2 separate regions of the Mus musculus genome follow, and region 1 is linked to region 2. A link is a contact called in public Hi-C data. All regions are on one chromosome and are shown on one strand. The core of a region is the stretch at or near the end of the contact, and the rest is flanking DNA. Distances in the headings are between cores, read along the strand shown.

Evidence for each region. Hi-C and Micro-C count contacts between places; a contact is called where the count stands out from the background.
Region 1: a contact with region 2 is called in a Hi-C map of the N1E-115 cell line, with 7 times the contacts expected there. The contact joins two enhancer-like sites. A contact is called at or near these places in 2 of 484 Hi-C or Micro-C datasets (the N1E-115 cell line and bone marrow-derived macrophages).

The regions. Positions count from the first base shown.
Region 1 is chr12:40,632,800-40,636,451 of GRCm38.p6, forward strand. Dock4 (dedicator of cytokinesis 4) reads left to right here. Exons shown (of 53, transcript NM_172803.2): 6 at 3,284-3,432. Among named protein-coding and RNA genes, the nearest start is that of Dock4, 190 kb to the left of the region's middle. Within about 2 kb of position 1,487, at least 5 of the 459 cell types and tissues checked have an H3K27ac peak or open chromatin away from gene starts, as enhancers often do. A contact at or near this core is called in the N1E-115 cell line, where this site is marked.
Region 2 is chr12:40,346,350-40,350,164 of GRCm38.p6, forward strand. The region is part of intron 4 of Zfp277 (zinc finger protein 277); the gene reads right to left. Among named protein-coding and RNA genes, the nearest start is that of Gm40406, 97 kb to the right of the region's middle. Within about 2 kb of position 2,497, at least 32 of the 459 cell types and tissues checked have an H3K27ac peak or open chromatin away from gene starts, as enhancers often do. A contact at or near this core is called in the N1E-115 cell line, where this site is marked.

The DNA of each region.
Region 1 (3,652 bases), core at 237-2,736, 290 kb after region 2:
ATATACTCTGGCAACATCCTTGGTTGGTTTAAGATCTGTACAGAGCGAAATCTACAAATATCTTTCACTGCTGTCCTGAGGAATGGGAAAGGGATTGATTAGCTAACATTGTCTCTGGTACTGGAATAATAGTCAGTTATTAGAGGAGCAAATACGATATTTAGGCCAGAGGTAGACTGACTTTTGGCACAAGGGTGATATGATCGTGTTGGGCTTTCTGGTTTCTCTTTTCCTGGTTACAAACTGCTTTGCTTCATCATACATTTGTGTGTCTGTGTTTGTGTATCCAGACACGAGTTTTAAAGCAGAGCACCAACCTTTTCAGTGAAAGGTGTTTGATGAGAACAGTTAATCCTGTAGATTGCAAACAGTACATGAGGTAATATATGTATATAAACGGACTGTGACTGCTTGAGAAATACTAGTCTGCTCTCTTAAATAGTGTTGATGAGGGGTTAAATATCAACCTATAAAATACCCCTTAATAAGTTCCACAGTGTAAGCAGGAAAAAAGCTGTGGAGACATACAAGAGTCTTGATGTCGACTGTGAGCTGTGATCTACATCTCTTTTAGCCTGGGCCTCTCCCAGGTACTTTTATTCTTGAATCTTACCAAAGATGATTTATCCCACATCCCACATGATGTAGTAAAGCCAGACTCCAAATCTAGACCCGCCTCCACCAAAACCTGTTTGTTCTGTTTTCATTTTAAACCAAATCAAACCTCTGCCATATTCACTTTTGGCTGCATGTACAATGTATTGGGGGACTTTCTAGGTAGTGTTTTAATCCAGTTGTTTAGTATTGTCTCATTTAATGCTAAACTGAATAGAGTTTTTAAATATTTTTAGTCTGCTTCATAGCTATCCATTTTTTTTTCAAATTCATTTTTTTACAGAAGATGCTGATATGACCTGATGATCTATTTGTGTTTTTCATTGTTTTTGCTTTGTTTGCTTCCCTGTGTGTTTGGTAAGTGTTCACTGTGAAGTGCAGGCTGGCCTGGCCTCATGGCGCTCCTCCTGTTTCGCTCCCCAGAGGCTCTTAATAAAATCAAGAGCTACAATGCCCAGCTCCTTTTCTTAGAGCAGAAGAACACATTGGGCCCATTGTGTGCTGGAATATCCCTTCCACTTCTAGTTTCTTCCTTGAGGAGGGACTAACTAGGTAGTTTTCATTTTTATAAAGGATTTTGCTTCCTTCTCATGTCACCATGCCTTTGTAGGTAGAGATGATGTATAAAATCAAGTTCACCCTACTAAACAACCTGAGCAGGCACATGCCTTCAACCCCATGATCGTGAGGGCTCTATCTCTCTCCTTTTCTGCACAAAATCTGACTTCTTATAACTCTCTTATAGAATTTAGTTTAACTACGTGAAATTTCCCTTCCTACCACAGACGTCCTCAAATGTTTCTTGGTCTTCTGCATATTCATTTGTATGGCCTAAACAGAACGCACTTCTGGAAGTGTGCAAGGAATAACAGCTCTAAACCGATGTGTTCATTCTTTCCCACCTCTGGGAGCTCAGGCACAGCTGCTGTGGATGGGAACAGACACTGAGCAGTTAATTACAAGAATATTGTGTTGCAGAGCCCTTGTAATGGCTTGTAGGACAGTGCATAACACGAGAAAAGAGCAGGCAGCAGTAGGAGACAGTAATAGAAAGCAGGCGCAATTGAGTGGATAAGGACTTGAGAGTAGAAGGAGATTATTTATGCCTCAGAGGATCCAGAAGTGGCTTCATGGAGAAATCTTCCTAAGCGTCTACCGTATTTATTAGACCCGAGTAGTACCCAGAGGTCCCTTAAAACATCTAGTATCAAAAATCACTACCTTTCCAATTGTATATATATTTACCGAGCACATAGACCTTGATAACTTTTTCTATCATTTATCTCTAGAGAACTTCTGGTGGATAATGTCTGTAAGTTGACATCACTCTTTATATAGACCACTGGTTCACAACCTGTGGGTCTCAATCCCTTGGGGGCCACACATCTGATATACTGGATATCAATTATTTACATTATGATTCATGACACTAGCTGTTATGAAATAGCAACAAAATAATTTTATATTTGGGGGTATGGTCACCACAATATAAGGAATATATATTAAATGGCCACAGCATTTGGAAGTTTGAGAACCACTGATATAGACTATTAATAACTTCTGTAAAAAGTAGACGTATATTTTGTGGCTAGGAAAGATTTGGGATAGATAATTACCCAGTATCTCTGCGGGAAGATGTATATTTTTCAGTGTTGGTTAAAAAAAAACAAAAAACCAAAAAATGTTTTCAGAGCTTATCATAACAATACTAGTTACATGACCATTTTTCTTCACTGTCTGCATACTAATTCCTGTGTCTTCACAGTTACTCTCTGTGGTAGGCTCTTTACAGATAAGGAAACACAGAGCAATCAATGAATTGCTAGAGTATTTTGCACTAGAAATGACATGAGTGAAAGTCAGGTGACAATCATCTGTGCTGTTGTTCCACCTGTAGTCACAAACCCATAAGATATCTTTGCAGAAAAACAGTACTGCCCAATTTCACTGATGACTAAACTCACCTTCAGAAGCAAGATGTAGATTTGAACTCAGGGTTTTACACACCTTCCCTTTCTGAAACCGTGGGGATTGATTGATAGCTTTGACAAAGATATATTGAAGCTATATGATCTCTTTGATTAAATTTAAAACACCTGTTTTTTAATGAGTCTGAATACTAATCAGATAATTGCAGTAAACAGTGATCAATGTTTGAGTCTGGAAGCTCCCCTTGTGTTCAAATTCAGCTTGGTGAAGAATTAGGACCAACATTCGAGACATAAGTGGGTGCCGATGTCTCCATGACACTTATTTTACTTGCATGCTGCCATGGCTCAGACAAAAACCATGAGCACGAGTAGTCAGGGAGAACCACTTGACAAGTAGAAGTCAGGCCACACCTTAACGTATAAGAAAGCTGAAGAAGAAGATCTGGGAGAGGAAAGCCTCACTGTGTACTAAAGCAGAGACTAGCCAAGCCTAGGTGTAGCACAGTGAGAGTAAGGACCATTGCATCTGTCCATGTTGGCAGTTGAGACATCATGTTGGTTTGGACAGGAGAGCGGTATTGTGGGACTTGAGTGAAAAACGTAGAACTGCAAATGGACAAGGAAATGGGAAAGCTTTATTGGTGGAGAAGCCCTCTACTCTGTGGCAAGCACTTGGTCCCCCTCTTGGTCAAGCAAGAGGACTGACTGCCAAATCTCTGTGCTTCCATATGCCTTAGAGAAATGAAGGGGATCTCTTCCATCGCCTGTGGCACATCATGAATGAAATCCTCGATCTGCGACGGCAGGTGCTAGTTGGCCATCTCACCCATGACAGGATGAAGGATGTGAAGCGCCACATTACTGCCCGACTGGATTGGGGAAATGAGTGAGTACTGACAATGACAGGATGCTAGAAGGAGCCTAGATGTGACACCAGTTAAGCTAGGATGTGCTGAGTCCATTGGGAGAACTCCATCAAGGATGGAGCCAAAAAGCCACATCCATGGCTCTGGTGTGAGCACTGCCATCTTTTTTTTTTTTTTCTTTCTAATACCCTGTAGTATAACAGTATACAGGTTGTTACAATAAATATAATAATCATAGAG
Region 2 (3,815 bases), core at 1,247-3,746:
TTAAAAATAACTTTCAGGCATCACGGCAGTTCCTTTGTATGTGATTCAAAGTGCTTTCTGTTAAGAGTAAGGACAGTCTCCTAAACACAAATACAAAACTACCATTATTCTTCAGAAAATAAAGAAACTTGAAGTAGCATTTAGGTAATAGGGAGATTCTTCAACCATCCCAGTGATTTATTTAAATATTCCTCACTAAGTCGAAACCATCCTAGGTCCATGCATTTCATTTGGCTGGTAGATGCCCTGCCTCTAGTTCTGAAACCACAAAGTAATTCAATCACCAGGATGCTGTTCTGTTACCCAGAAAGGGGATAATTTTCTGAGGTCAATGACACTATTCCCAAGGCAATGGATGACTGCTAGGAAAGCGCTGCTATTTTAAATATCTCAAAATGTTCTTGACCAGACACGACCATGAAGGGGTGAACTGTTTTTAGTTATCTATGCAGACCCAGTGTGCATCTTGATAGAGGGACACAGTATCTGTTGAGGGGAGATGGCCTCAGCTTTCCCACATCCTTTAGAGAAGAAAAGCCAAGGTGGACACCGTGTCCTGACACTCCACTCTCATGGCTGTTTTCTTTGAATGCAAAACAACAGTAACAACAAATCACACCAAACCCCACTAGGACCAAAAAAAACTAATCACAAGACAACCAAAACCAAAACTAAGCTTTAATTTCTTCCTGTTTGTCTTCCATAACAAACGTGCCACCACCTGCTGACCAGGCACCAAGGTGGACAAAGAGCCTGGGGTCTTTGGGCTATCAGGAAATGTCTATTTTCTTCCCCCTTACATCTCTTTCTTCGTCCTTCTCTTTATACAGCTTAGCAGCTGATATAATTAGCTGTAGCATATGTTTAGAGTCATTTATGAACAAAGAGATAACATCAGGAGTCAGTCCACAGTGAGTATCAAACAGAAGTGCAAATCAAAGCTCATTAGCTTTGCGGTTTTATTTTTCTAAGACATTTCATGCTGGGCTATATATTAGGCTTTATTTGTGGGCTGGCAGAGTGGAGAGATAAAGCGAATGTCACAGATGTTATATATTTGAATTTCTCTAAGCAGTTCGTCTAACGAGTTGAGATTTTCATTATAAAATTGGCGTGGATAAGAACCACAGTGGTAAGAATACAAGATCAGCTCATGCATTGGGCAATGAGTTATAGCAACAAGCTGGCTGTTTGTCTCAGAGGTGCAGAGTGGCAGCGGGGCCAGTGCATGGTCTTTCATCTTTATTCATAAGCTGGAAATGTAGGGAACTTTAATAAAGCTGCAGGTGCAGAGTCACAGCGGATTGACACGGAGGTAGAAAAGGAAAATGGGAGTTAGGGTAGAAATTGTAAGAATACAAAATCTGTCAATGTAGGGCAGAAGCATTTAGAAACCATTTAGCAGAAGGAAACAAAACAGAGCCCTGATGTTATATAGGAAGAAGTCACAGAAAATGGCTGTATTAACAAACAAAATCAAAACAAGGCCGACAGCACAGAAGAATCTGCTAGCTTGTCTTGGTCAGGGAACCCTAGGCTGACTCTCTAGCATAGACCACCTTCCTAGCACAATTATGGCAGTGGCCCACAGGGCCCACAAGGAGGCAACAGGACCTTCTATTCCTTTTGCTTTCCATTCCTAGAACCAGGGATCACCTACAAGGTGTTCGGTTCTTTAATGCCTTCACCTAGTCTAACAGTGTTTTGGGCTGGCATACGACAGGAAAGCATAGGTTTGAGATGAAAGAACAAGAAAAGTATGTGAGTGGGCACATACATTGAAAATAAAAATAAAAAGAACACACACCTTCTCTAATAGGTGACTCCACATTTGTTCTCAACTTTCTTAGAAAGGGGAAACAGAGAATTTGATTGGTCATTGCCTTCTGTTCTTGGAGGTAATTTATAAACACTTTGAGTTTCCCCTGGCTGAGTTACTCTTTTACTCAGTGGGCCCTCTGATTACAGTTGATTACTTATGATAAACAGATGACTCAGGATGATGGCTGGCTGGCTAAGCCAGAAAAACCAACTGTGTGATTAGTGGCTTGGGCAGCCAAGCCACATGACTCTTGGGTGTGGTCAGTGAATTAATCAATCGTTGTACTCCGACCAATCCTCGAGGGAGATTTCCTGGTCAGCCCACACACACAGTATTCACATACACAGATAGATGCACTGGGAGGGTAACACCTCTCACGGGACAGTGAGAGCTCTGAAGTAGGGTGGGCAATGCTTCATTAATCAGTCAGGGTGAGCACTTGTCTCATTTCTGCTAGGATGAGGGAAGCCTGGAGAGAGTCTCTTCAAATCAGGAAACAGACAGACAAACAAAACAACCAACATAAAGCAAAACAAAATCCACCACAAACAAAAAACTACCCAACCCAACCCAATGAAACCAAAAAGATCTGACTTGTTTTGAGTCCAAGAAGCAGACTCCATAACCAAGCAGATACACTGAACTGCAAAGGTGATAGATGAATCTGTCCCCAGGAGAGAAGAACCAGGGACCACTTCCTCTTTGGCCATACATGGGAGTAAAAGGATATGGCTGAAATTGTAATGAATTCTTGTTTTGTTTTGTTTTTTTAAATAACTTAATTGCTATCTATTTTCATAAATGTGAGGTATTTCAAAGTGCTGTAAGGTGCCACACCAAATATATACATCTTGATGAAATTCAGAACTTTGACATTTTACTCAGTTCTATGCACCAAACATGAACAAATATAGTAACAAGGAAGAAAGAGGCTAGGAAAAAGGAAGTATATATATATATATTTTTTTTCTTTATAAATGTTTCTTAGTTTAAAAACTGATTAAAGTGATATCTACTGGAAACCTCCATAACTAATTTTCATATGAAAATATAAGTATCAAAATTAGTTATATTATACTGGCAGTGTAGGAATTAAGACAGTACATAACAGATTAACAATATATTTGTATACAATCTATGCTCCTCAAGCATAGAGGTATTCTTTCAGTACTTAGGTGTAAGCATCTAGTCTAATACTGGCTGCAAGAGCCACCCAAGACTTACACAGAAGGTGGTGTTTATTTCATACGAGTGCTCCCAGGGCATCAAATGGCAAACCCTCTTCTGTGGCATTTGCTAGGACTTAAGCACCATTGTAAAAAGTAGGAAAGGCTCTTTGTGGAAACTTGGACCAGAACAAGGTGACTTCACAGTCTCCTGAGGCCCCCAACTGTCCTGAATGCCCATGGACGTTACCAGGTGGGACTCCTAGATAGAGTAGTGCCACTCTTCCACATGTTTGCCTAAGTACTCTCTAAGTACTGGTGGTGTGGAAAGGAGATGTGAAGAAAAGCCGTCTTCTAGTGAAAAGGCCCCAATCTAGTTGGCTTCCTGACACCATTCTCTGGCATCTAAAGCAGAAACTCTAAGCTATTAGGAGAAAGACAAAACCAACACAGAACATGGGTCTGCTACTGCTCAGGCAGCGGAGAAGACTACAGAGGCATGGCCTACTATTCCTTAGTTTCCCCCTCTAAAAGGTTACTGGAATACATAATGTTTGGTGGTGTAGGAGCCACATACAACACAGGCTGGAAAGAACTAATCTGTAGTTTGGCAAAACAACTTTGGTTATATACTCTTCTTAAAATGTTCAAGAAAATAATACATATGTTATTTGTTTTAGATAATTCTATTATTTAAAAATTATATCTTTAAGATACTTCTAAATGAGGATCTTTTATTTTCAAAGGTAGAAAATCGGTTTGCCCACTGCATGGTTGACGGCTGAGTGTAAGAGGGCAGCGGTGGGTTAGGGTGCATTGGCTCCTCT